Linked DNA regions of Zea mays: regions 1 and 3 are each linked to region 2. A link is a contact called in public Hi-C data. All regions are on one chromosome and are shown on one strand. Each heading gives the region's core, a stretch centred on a gene start, on an enhancer-like site or on the middle of the called end of the contact. The rest is flanking DNA. Distances are from core to core; before and after follow the strand shown. Region 1 holds the start of LOC100381572 (putative leucine-rich repeat receptor-like protein kinase family protein). Region 2 holds the start of LOC100191604. Region 3 holds the start of LOC100280734 (cell division cycle protein 23).

Region 1 (4,172 bases), core at 474-2,973, 140 kb before region 2:
GCCGCATATGCATCAGCGCCTGTGTCTCGCGATGCAAAAAAGGAGCTCGGACCAGGCTCTGGAGATGCGACCAAAATCTGCGCATCTGTGGAGCCAGGCTCACGCGATGCACAGCCAGGCTGCCGCGGGCCTGGCTCGCTCGGCCATGCTGCCTAGATACGGCAACCAATCAGGCCATTATGATTTTGTCTGGCACGTACGTCTGTCATGGAAGCGGTGTGCCTAAACATCGAGCTGGCAGTGTGTAACCATAATCTATGTTTGTTCCTAGTGAAGCCATGGAAGCGGTGGTTACGAATGCGAAGCTGCGAACGCAGGGTGGAGCCTGTTCAACGAGAGTGCTCGTAGATACATGTGCAATCACCCATCACAGATAATAAGACAGACAATCGGCAAAATAGAACGAACTGTCCTTCAGAAAAGTAATTGCACGAAGATCTACGTGTGCCTTCTGCTCCCCCGTCGCCAGTACTACAGCAGCGGTAGTAATGAACCACTCCGTCAATTTTTAATGCACCACCAGAGACTTCAATTGACGAGAGTACAGTACATGAGTACCTACCATGCAGCCATGCAGGTACTATACTACCCTCATATCCACGCAGTTACCCGGAATCTATCACATCCGCGCCGTTAAGCTTCGATCCAACAGCCACTGACCCTCCACGAAGTCCCAGCGGATCCCTCCGCCACTCCGTTACACTGATGAGAAGCTGGCAGCCAACCAACGCGGGGACCGGCCCCGCCGTCCATCTGCGAGCGTCCTGTTTCCGGCACCAGCATCTTAGGCCCAAGGTAACTACGGTACGCGCGATGGGAATTGGATACCTTCTGTCCGCTAGTCTAGTCTAGTCCCGCCCTAGCCCTACTCCCAAGTCCCAAATCCAACTGCCGAAGCCACCATCCACCGTGGCCCGTGTCAGCCATGACAAACAAAAACTCAGCTGGACGGAAAAGACCGTCCCCGGTATTAATGCATGGAGTCGTCACTTAAAGGATACACATAATCCACTGAAGGCTAAGAAATCAAATCCAGGTCTTGAATGTGCTACTCAAAAACCTTTAACCCCTCTAGATCTGCCAAATTTCAATGAGAAAAAGGCTCATCGAGATGTGCCCCAGATCCGAGTGGCCTACGAGCTCGTTGCAGCTCGCTAGCTAACAGAACTCGGCTTGCGAGCCGGCTCGGTTCGGCTTACTAGCTACAACTTAATAGATAATATTGTATTATATATGGAATAAATAATATATAAATAAGAAATATAGATCATAATGAAACATTACAATTATCTAAATTATAAATTATCATATATTCATTATTAAAGACTAAAAACACAAATTAGATATCTATATAATTATCCAATATTAATCGGTATTGTGTATGTTGCTTTATCTGATAGCTTAGCTCGACTCGTTGCACTAACAGGACTTGAGAAACTAGCTTCGCTCACCTTGTTTGAGACTCACTACTTTGAACCGAATCAAGCCGCTCCGAGCTCGAACGACCTTGGCTCGATTTTTTTTTCAATAACGCCTACCACTACCCTGCGGGCTGCGGCCCTGCCCGGCTGCCCCTACTGCTCGAAAGGAAAAAACCATTAACTAAAAAAAGAGGCCAACAAGCCGAAAGCTCCCCGCATTCCCGCAGTCTCAGTCGCACAGTGATAAAGGCCTCGAGCCGAGGCGACAAGAATCTCTCAAGACAGCCAGCCACGCACCTCCGCGCCGAGCTCCTCCCTTTGCCTACCGCCCTTCCCACCGCGCGAGGAAAAAGCCAGCAGCAGCAGCAAGCAAGCAACTCAGCGGAGCACGGCAAAGCAAACGAAGAGCTCGCGTTGGCGTTGCCGACTTGCCGTGCCTTGCCTAGCTAGCTTCGCCACGACGAACCTGACGTGAGAGCGCGGCGACCACCCCCACCGGCCACCGGCGCGCGAGTAGCTTCCTGTCGTTCGTTCCCTCCGAGAGCGTCTATTTACCCCCGAGAGAGCCGGACGCGCGAGATGGAGATGGCGGGGGCGGCCGAGGCCGACACGCCGTCGCACGAGCCGGTGCGCACGGGCCGGAGCAACACCATCCTGCTCCCCATCGTCGGCGTCCTCTTCGCCTACCTGCTCTACCGCTTCCTCCGCCCGCGCCTCCGCCGCGGCCTGCGCCTCGACCGCCACGTCCCGTTCCCGTCGGGCGCCTCCCTGCCCGCCTGGCTCCGCCGCCGCGCGCCCAGCGGGAGCGCCGTGCTGCCCTACTTCGCGCCCATCGCCGACCGCCTCGGCGCGCTGCCGTACCTCGGCCCCTTCGCCGACCGCCTCCCGCACGGCGGCGGCGCCCACGCGCTCGTCACGTTCCCCGGCGGGGAGGCGCTGTCGGTGGCGACCATCCTCGAGGCGCCCGGGGAGGTCGTCGCCAAGTCCGCGCACAGCACGCTGTACCGCGCCGCGGTGCGGTCCGGGGAGGCCGCGGTGCTGCTCCGGTTCGTGCGCCCCGCCTGCGCCGTCGCCGCCGAGGAGGCCTACGCCGCCGCGCGGAGGGTCGGCGCGGTCAGCCACCCGAACCTCGTGCCGCTCCGCGCGGTGTACGTCGGCCCCAGGGGCGAGAAGCTACTCGTGCACCCCTTCTACGCCGCCGGCTCGCTCCACCGCTTCTTGCAAGGTTGGTTACGCTTTTGCATTCTTCGCTTCTTCCTAGTCTCTCGTCTACATCTGCAGTTCAAGCAGTTTTTCCTCCCCTCCAGCGGCTATGGCGCTATGCTAAATCGCATTTCAAACACGAGCCTTAGTACTTGTTGCGTTGCGTCATCTGGTCAATTATTGTCGACAGATTTGATAATCTAAACATGTACTTTTAGAAATATCATCTCAGGCCACCGTCAAAACAAGATCTCGCACCTGTATTCGACAATGCTATACGAGTACCAGCACACCCCCATATGTATGGGGGTACGGCGGTACGCTATACATATCCCAGCTGTTTGCATTGCCAGTTTGCCACCCACCTTGCATCATCATCATTGCTATGACACTTTTTTTTTGCTCTTCACGCTGCATGTTGTGTTTAGCATGATCAAAGCGTAATTGTTTTGCATTCGATCTGAAATCGTCATTTTTTCAGTGTGTTAGACGTCATTTTTAAAAAGCTCAAAAGTAAATTGAAAGGGTCGACCCAAATGAGTTCGAAATCTAGTTTAGGAACATCCTTTCGGTATCAATTGATGTTCTGAACAGATAGTTGATAAATGAAGTTGTTGTGTAACATCCTTTCGGTATCAGCTATGGCGGTAGCTAATTGCTTTGTTGCTAACATTTGCAGAGGGGATCGAGGAGTCTCATAGATGGAGCATAGTCTGCAACCTTTCTCTGGGCATTGCCAAGGGACTGGATCACCTGCACACAGGCTTGGACAAACCGATGGTCCATGGCAACCTCAAGACGAGCAACGTCCTTCTGGACGCCAACTACGAGTGCAGGATATCGGACTACGGCCTCTACCTCCTGCTGAGCCCCGCCGCTGCCCAGGAGATGCTGGAGGCCTCCGCGGCGCAGGGGTACAAGGCGCCGGAGCTGGTCAAGATGCGGGACGCCACGTGCGAGAGCGACGTCTACAGCCTGGGAGTGGTCCTGCTCGAGCTGCTCGCGCAGAAGGAGCGCGCGGACGACGACGGCCGGCCGAACCCGCGGGACATCCTCCTCCCGGCCTCCTTCAAGAACCTGGTCCTGGAGAGGAAGATCTCGGACGCGTTCAGCTCCGACCTTGCCAGGCACTGCAAGAGGTCGGGGAAGGAGAAGAGCCTGAACGCCTTCTTCGAGCTGGCCACGGCCTGCTGCAGCCCGTCGCCGTCCCTGAGACCCAGCACGAGGCAGGTACTCAAGAGGCTCGAGGAGATCGCGAGATAAATGGACGCGAGTGCTGAGCAGGCCTGGCGACTTGCTGCTTAATCTGCATCGCTCTCTATTGCAGCATACCGTTGAGCTGAGAAGCGTCTACCTTCCCTAAGCTAAACGAAGAACGTATTTTTGTGGTGGGCGAGTAGGAAATGGATGCATGTTTTTCACGTCCAGTAACCTGTACTGTACAGTTTCACCGAGATGCAGGGTTGTTCATCAGAAAACATACAGGGTGTGCTTTCGGTGCATGAGGAATCTCCATGTGGCGGAATGTTCTCTACAGCGCGTATGTAA
Region 2 (3,666 bases), core at 1,163-3,662:
TTATACTCCAATAATTGTTCATCTTGTTCTAACCACTAATCAAAGGATCTAGTTGGGGGATAAAGTTTTAATTTTCAGGTTTCGCCTATCCACCCCCCCCCTCTAGGCGACTTTCACTTCTTAATTAGCTCTTCGATAGCAGGAACATTACGGTTCTGGCCATATGAAGGATTTGATGATCCGATGTACTCTTCATTCGCTAGTCGGGTCATCTCTCTCTCATCTTCAATAATCATATTGTGTAATATTATGATGCAATACACAATATAATTAAGGTCCCTAGGTGTCCAAAACCTTGCTGGACCATGCATTATAGACCAACGTGATTGCAACACCCCGAAGGCTCGCTCCACATCTTTCCTGAATTCTACTTGCTTCTTAGCAAAAAAACGTTTATTCCGACCTTGGGGAAGGGATACTGATTTCACTAAGGTTGCCCAGTCTGGGTAGATGCCATCTGCCAAATAATATCCCATATTATATTGGTTGCCATTAATTGTGAAGTTAACCTCGACGGCATTACCAGATGCTAGGTCATCAAATACGGGTGAGCGATGCAACACATTGACATCATTGTGGGACCCTGGCAAGCCAAAACATGCATGCCATATTCGAAGGTCGTGTGATGCGACGACTTCAAGGATTAGAGTTGGTTTCTGATAGTGACTGTGTACATCCCTTGCCAAGCTGTGGGGGCATTTCTCCCATCTCCAGTGCATGCAATCGATACTTCCAAGCATCCCGGGAAAACCCCGTTCTTCGGCTTTAGCTAGTAATTGTGCAACCTCCAGATTGTTTGGAGCCCTAAGGTACGAAGGGCCAAATACAACCACAATAGACTTTGTAAATCGCTTGAGGCTTTCAATAATTGTGCTTTCTCCCATTCTCAAGTACTCGTCTAATCCATCAGCTGGTCCTCCATAAGCAATCATACGTAGTGCTGCAGTCATCTTTTGCAACGGCGAGCACCCTACGACTCCAGCAGCATTAATCTTATGCTCAAAATACTCATCATATATCTTAATCTTCTCGAGAATGTGAAGAAATAGCCGTTTTGTCATTCGGAAACTGTAATTAATTAGATCATCATTTCAAAAGATGGAACACCAAAATAACTAAATATTAGCAATCTAGTTTTTACCAACACGTACCGTCTGCGAAAAAGCTCATCGGGGTACACAGACTGATCAACAAAGTAGTCATTGTATAATCTAATGTGACCCATTTGTCGATCACGATAGACCACGTGGTGCCCGAACACAGAACCTACTCTTCTTTTCTTCGTGCCCAATCTTCTACTCACTATGGCAGCAACTTCTTCTTCCTCGCTAGAACTTCCATGATCAGAGAGTCTAAGGAAATCGTGCACCATATAATTTGCCATAGTCTCAATGGATGAAAACTGAACTTGGCGCTTCAAACAATCGTCACGCACCGCCCATCCATTCAGCTTTGCAACTTCTTAAACAGAGAGACCAGATCAGTTCACCAGCTCATCATCTTCAACCTATTCTCGACCAACCTAAATCAATCATTCAATTCCAAATCCATTGACGACACACTAGGGAGTCAAAGCATCAAAATAGAATAGATCGAAGAAAGACCCATGTGAAAGAGATGATGATACCCATCAAATTGAAGATCACATTAGGTTGATTAGGAATGTGACACATGGATTATTACCTCTGCTGAACTGCTTTTGGAAGCAACTGTCGGCAACACAAAGGCTTGGTGGCGCAGTGACGCACGGCACGGCGGTGTAGGGTGCTGGGACTCGGTGGTGCAGCGGGTATGTTGCGACTGCAGGTGCCAGCGCAGGGTGGCGGCGACAACCGCCCTCCCTACAAACGCGCGAAGCAAACTATCCTCGGCGGATTGGTTTTACAGTTGGAGGCATCGTATATGGATTTTTGGGCTTTAGACTCAAACGACTGTTTGCATCTTCTAATTTGGGTCCTGCACTTGGAGATGGTCTAAAGACTAGTACCTAAGAGACCCACATTAAATTGAGTTGTAAATGTTCTAGGTGTTTGTCAGTTTGTTGTTGGTGTATTGTTGTAGATTGTTTTTATTTACCAGTTTAACATGTCGGTTTTTCTCTTAAAAACATTTCTTTTCACTTTTTCAGTAACCCCTTTGCGTGACCAGTCATGTAATGCCACGGTCATCTCATCAAACCTCCAGCGGGTCGGTGGTTGGCCGGGTCGGTGGTTGGACGCACAGGCCTTCCCTTCCTAGAGACCAGACCAAACGAGCTGACAGATGGCCTCCCCTTGGACCTTGGCCTGCCGCGAGCCCCACCTGTCAGCTGTCAACCTCCAACCAGAGCCCACAGCCCCACACCACAGCAATCCCAATCCGCTCTCCCCAAACGGCCGTTTCCTCCTCCCGTTGTCAGCTTCGTTTCGCCTCCGGAGTCTGGCATCCGCGTCGCGAGTCGCCAAACCAAACCCACCGCCCTTATAAAGACACCTTCCCCTTTCCCGTCGCCCTCCTCTGCCCTGCTCGAGCTCCCCTTCCGCGCTCCCTACCCACAAGCCTTTCCGCAGGTGCGCCGCCTCTGCGAGGTGGGGTGACTCCGTGAATGGGTGACCTGGGAGGAGGAGACTGGCGGGAGGCGGTGGCCGAGAAGGGGTTGGCGGAAGCCGACGGCGGGCCCGACCATCTGGTGATCATGGTCCACGGGATCGTCGGGAGGTTCGGCCGCTTCCTTTGTTTAGCTGATTTTCCTTCCATTTAGCGGCGTAATTGATCGAGTTCAGTTCTTAATTGCTCCGAGAAAACTTATTGCCGTACGCTTTTTTCACGCGGGGAAAATATTTTGGTTGTTTCGAGAACGTTGAGTTTTTTTTTCTGGTTAGTTCTCTGATTGCTCTGACCATCATCTGGATTAATTCCTCGCTGCGGCGCGGGGTTGCAAAAGTAGTTTCCGCCTTTCCGGGATGATCGTTGCTTCAAGTTTCCTATGTTTTTCTGAATGAATAAGGTAAACTAGTGGTTTGAAGACGCAAAATGTGCTCTTAACGAATCGGGGTGTCTCGTGCGGTGACGCCATGAGATCTGCAATGGGCAGGTTGGCAGTTCCAACTAGCCACGCTAAAGTATGCCCATTCCCATGCTGATGGATTCAGAATAACTAAATAGAGTAGTACCAAAATGAAACACGGTTTGGTAAAATTTCGGTGCATTCACATCATGTATATGCATTTGGGCTATATATTAGTGATCTTTTTATGCCTTGTTTGGTACAGGTAGCACCGTAGCAGTTTAGTTGTTTCGGCCAATGTATTGATCCTTACTCATTATTTTGTTGTACAGCACAGCAGATTGGAAGTTTGGAGCTGAGCAGTTTGGTAAACTGCTCTCAGACAAAGTTATAGTTCATTGTAAGCTCTCTCATTGTGTTCTCCAATTTTTATTGACAGTATCTCATGAGCTGTGAATTTTATATCTACCAGCGTCCATTGTATTGTACTTTTTCAAATGCCAATTGGACAACTTAGCATATCACAATTACCAATCCGTTTACTCATGCATTTGATTTCAAGTGGCGTCTGGCCTTTACACCTGAGGTGCTTGGTTGATGGCTTGATGCATTGATTTTTTTTCTCAAACATGCAGGAGAGTTGTGTCTCATTACATTAAGAGAGAGAGAGAGGGAGGGAG
Region 3 (3,940 bases), core at 1,110-3,609, 190 kb before region 2:
ATGTAACCACTGCAGCGGAAGACCCCCATCAAACGCTCATATCTTTTAAGAGCTTCTTCATGCATCTTAAGTTCCAGATATGCACTAGCAAGAAAGAAATCTTTCATCCAGTGATTCTTCAGATTTAAGTTGTTTAAAATGTCACTGCTGGTGCATAAAGATTGTAACTCTGACCAAGCACTCCAGTTCCAAGGATAAGTATTGACAGATTCTACTAAGATTGTTCTAGCTAGACCTTCACATCCTTTATCACGTAGAACAATGCCATACAAGTAGAGTCCAAATGAATCAATAGAGCCAGTTCTTCGGTGTGTTGAGAGCTCTTTCTCCAAAGCAACTAGTTCCTGATTAACAGCATTACTCTTGCCCAACGATCCTTCAAGCTCTATCATCTCTGCCTCTTTTCGCTTCTCTCCAGCCTAAAATTCGAGAGCAAATAGATCATTAATTAAACTATGAACAAAGTGGAAAACAACTTGGGGCATTAGCGAACTTTCATAGTCAGCGGACAAGAGAAGAGGGGCACATTAAATTGCACACAGAAATCCTTTGGCTGATTAATAGACTAAATGGAAATTTGCAGACAATGTCACAACTCACAAATACTACTACCCTTACAACCCCAAACAACTGACACTAAAAACTAAAACAAGTACCTATAATAGAGGTTTATCTCATAAATGTTACAATTCTTCAAATTAAACAAATAATACCAGCCAGCAAAAAGGGTTTTAATACTGGCAGATGATTGTTTTGACATGGCAAAGTTCTATTTTTATAGAACAAACACGAATAATTTCCATAGCAGTTACAACTTACAAGTGGCATAGCCAGAATTTATGGCAGAGCATAGCTTTCGTGTACAAGTATCAGCATTGAGTAGAAATTGTCAATCATTTAAGGGACTTAGTTTTAAGCCCTCAAAGGTCTGGTGGTGGTGAGAATTATCCCAATAAGTCACCAGATCATAGGTTCGAAGCAGCTTCTCCGTATTTTCTGGGGGACGCTTCAGTTTAACCCTTCCCCAGACCACCTCTCATATGGGAGCCTCTGGCACTGGGTTTGTTCCTTTTTATAATTATAATTTCTTGATTGAATGTAATATATCCATCAAATTCAATCATCACAGTGAAACTTCCCTGCTACTTGGAAGGAATCATTGGTTCACATCTTCCATTATTTCTTATGCTCATAGAGCTAACAACTTATCAATAAATAGCAAACCAATAGCTATGTGGAATACATGACCAGAGGTTTTATAAATGTCAAACCATTCAATTCGCTTGAAGTACATGAGCACAAAGCACTATACAGAACCCATAAATTGGACCATCACAAGTTGGAACAGCTCTTATTACTCGTTAGTCCTGCAAAGTTCTGTTCGGTCTTTTAGGTAAAATGGTAAAACCACAATAAACCAGATTTTAGTAACCACTCCATTCTCACATGGAAGTAACTAAACAGACTCCTGAGCCACTAAAACATGTCGATCCACATAAATAAAAGACAAAAGAGTACTACTATCTCCATTCCAAATTATAAAATGATTTGACTTTTCTAGATTCATAGATTTTGTTACGCTCGGAGATATAAACTGGTAAAAAAACTATGTATCTAGAAATGCCAAAACATCTTACTAACCAAATCTCACCTACAATGCAGCAGCTCTACTGAGGCATCTCATCAAACACCACTCGCCCTATCCTAGATCTGAAAACACGCAGATGCACCGAGAAAATAAACGCAGCAAGTAAGAAGCTGATCCTAGCTCACCATGTAGAGCGCGTAGCATCGCAGGAACACTGCCTTACGCCCAACCTGGTTCTGCAGCACGTGCGCGGCGCGGCGGTACTCCCGACAGTCGAAATAGGTCTTGGCCAGCAGGTATTTGTCGCCGCCCGAATCGAACGCGTCGTCGTCGGGGATGGGCGTGCTGACGTATGACACGCCACCGAGCGGGGTCCCGGCCTCCGAGCTACTGCCGCCGCCGGGGCGGGGTCGGTGGCGGAAGCTGGAACCCCCGCTACGGTGAAGGTGCAATAGCCGCCCCGCGGAGGCTGCGGACGAGGAGGATGGGGAGTCCATCGCGGCCGAAGGGACCGGGGCCGCATCCAGCTCTACGCCGACGAGCAGCTCGGCGGCCCTGCGAGGGGGGTTGTTAGGGTTCGGGGTTTAGGGTTTGAGGAGGGGATTTTGACGTGGGGGCATACCATTTAGCGGCGGAGTAGAGGCAGCGCTCGCTGAGCTGGCGGGAGGAGGCGCGGAGCTCGGCGCGATAGCTCTCCTTGGCGGAAGCCATGGCTCCGGTCGGGGCTTGCTTGAAGCAGATCGACGCGAGAGCGCAAAAATTATTTGAATTCTTGCGATACGTGGAACCGTGGAGTGGAAGGCGGCGATGATGATACTGAGGTTTGAGGTTTGTGCTGGTGTAGGAATTTGGACCGAGTTCGGACTTCGGAGGCAGAACTTCGTTAGGTTGGGCCTGACTACGAAGAATGGCAAAACCAGGCCTGCTATGTGCTATGGTTGGTCAGTCGTTATCGGGGACCGCATGCATTATGCATACGTATATTTCTAGCCTTTGGTTGTTTGAGGCGTTGAGCTACTGCTAGTATTACACGTATGCAGAGCCGCAGAGGCAGCAGAACTTGGTTGGCTAGTCCTTCTTGCCCTTGAGACAGATTTGATCCACCCTCGGTCTTGTGCAAGCCACACCTCACGTCCTAATTCGCAAGCCTGATCTATTTTTTTACCAAGTATTTGTCTTTGGTTTTACCATCGCATGATCGTCGCTATGTAGGCACTATCTAATCCACACATTGGATGAACTTGCAAGAGTATATGTAGATGTCATAGATCAAGTTAAATAACAATAACGGTAAAGAAATGATTTAGTTGTTGTTATTGTAAAATTGGCATCCAGGTTTATATACTTCAATTTTGGATTTAAAAATTATGAAATGAAGCTATATCAATTACTATTATTAAGTATACTAGGTATGTGCCCGTGTGATGACACATAACATAAATTGACAAGCCTCCAATAGCTCAGGACTCTGGCGACAGGCAACGTGATTACACCGGTTAAGATAAAATTCGTGATTATATAATCTAACAAATTAACAACGTGAATGTTAGTTCAAAATTTGTTAGATTATATAATCTGGATAGATTATAATCCCAAACAAACACTCACTTAACAAATATGAAAACTAATAGCATAGAACAGTCTCGCAAGTCATTCTGTCAGAGCCAGGAATGGAAAGTAATAAGATCTAACTGTGTTTTTACATGGACAGACACTAAAAGCACATGTCTGGATCAATTTCCAAACACAAATTTACCAACTACACCCAGGACTAACTACAGCTAGGGATCAAAACAACAAAGCTTGTACTAATCTTCCTGAAGCAAGTCAGGAGCTTCAAACCATAAAAACATAAATGGACCCTTTGTTGTTGGAGACATATGTTACTTCTTTAGAGATTACAACCTGTAAAGATGGCACTCAAATTAGGCAATGCCATATAAATTGTTTACTAAACTAAGTATAGTTTTACAATTAGAATGAATAACTGTCGTTTTTCATTTGTTGTGTACAATACAAGACCACGGAATGTGATTGCTGCTAGTGGTGGTGACCTGAACTTGGAAGAAATTAACATTCATTTTTTATAACAAACATTGCAGGGAACTCTACTTGGCGGAATAATTTAAAGCATACAAACAAGAACTCAGATATGCAAGTAGGGCTGGAAACGAGCCGAGCCGAGCTCGGCTCGGCTCGGTGTCTGAACGAGCTCGGCTCGCGAGCCATATTCTGGTACTTATCGTTGCATTATTTGGTGTTGGGACTATGCTTCGTCGCCGAAGGTCTTGTAGGAAGAAGCTGCTTTCGGCTGAAGCTGTTTGTATGAGATGGTCGAAGGTTCCTCTTCAT

The links. Hi-C and Micro-C count contacts between places; a contact is called where the count stands out from the background.
Region 1: a Hi-C map of endosperm shows a contact between it and region 2, with 2.5 times the contacts expected there. The contact joins the promoter of LOC100381572 here to the promoter of LOC100191604 in region 2. A contact is called at or near these places in 4 of 25 Hi-C or Micro-C datasets (ear, endosperm, leaf and 1 more).
Region 3: a Hi-C map of ear shows a contact between it and region 2, with 2.7 times the contacts expected there. The contact joins the promoter of LOC100280734 here to the promoter of LOC100191604 in region 2. A contact is called at or near these places in 4 of 25 Hi-C or Micro-C datasets (ear, endosperm, leaf and 1 more).

The regions. Positions count from the first base shown.
Region 1 is chr5:195,957,337-195,961,508 of Zm-B73-REFERENCE-NAM-5.0, reverse strand. LOC100381572 (putative leucine-rich repeat receptor-like protein kinase family protein) reads left to right here and starts at 1,723. Exons shown (of 2, transcript NM_001174397.1): 1 at 1,723-2,646; 2 at 3,304-4,157. The coding sequence starts at 2,001. The coding sequence ends at 3,887.
Region 2 is chr5:195,818,039-195,821,704 of Zm-B73-REFERENCE-NAM-5.0, reverse strand. It overlaps LOC100191604, which reads left to right and starts at 2,412. Exons shown (of 10, transcript NM_001367112.1): 1 at 2,412-2,697; 2 at 3,319-3,386. The coding sequence starts at 2,585.
Region 3 is chr5:196,006,076-196,010,015 of Zm-B73-REFERENCE-NAM-5.0, reverse strand. LOC100280734 (cell division cycle protein 23) reads right to left here and starts at 2,359. Exons shown (of 4, transcript NM_001153654.1): 1 at 2,211-2,359; 2 at 1,774-2,143; 3 at 1-419. The coding sequence starts at 2,299. It overlaps LOC118472089 (a long non-coding RNA gene), which reads left to right. Exons shown (of 2, transcript XR_004849645.1): 2 at 3,691-3,940.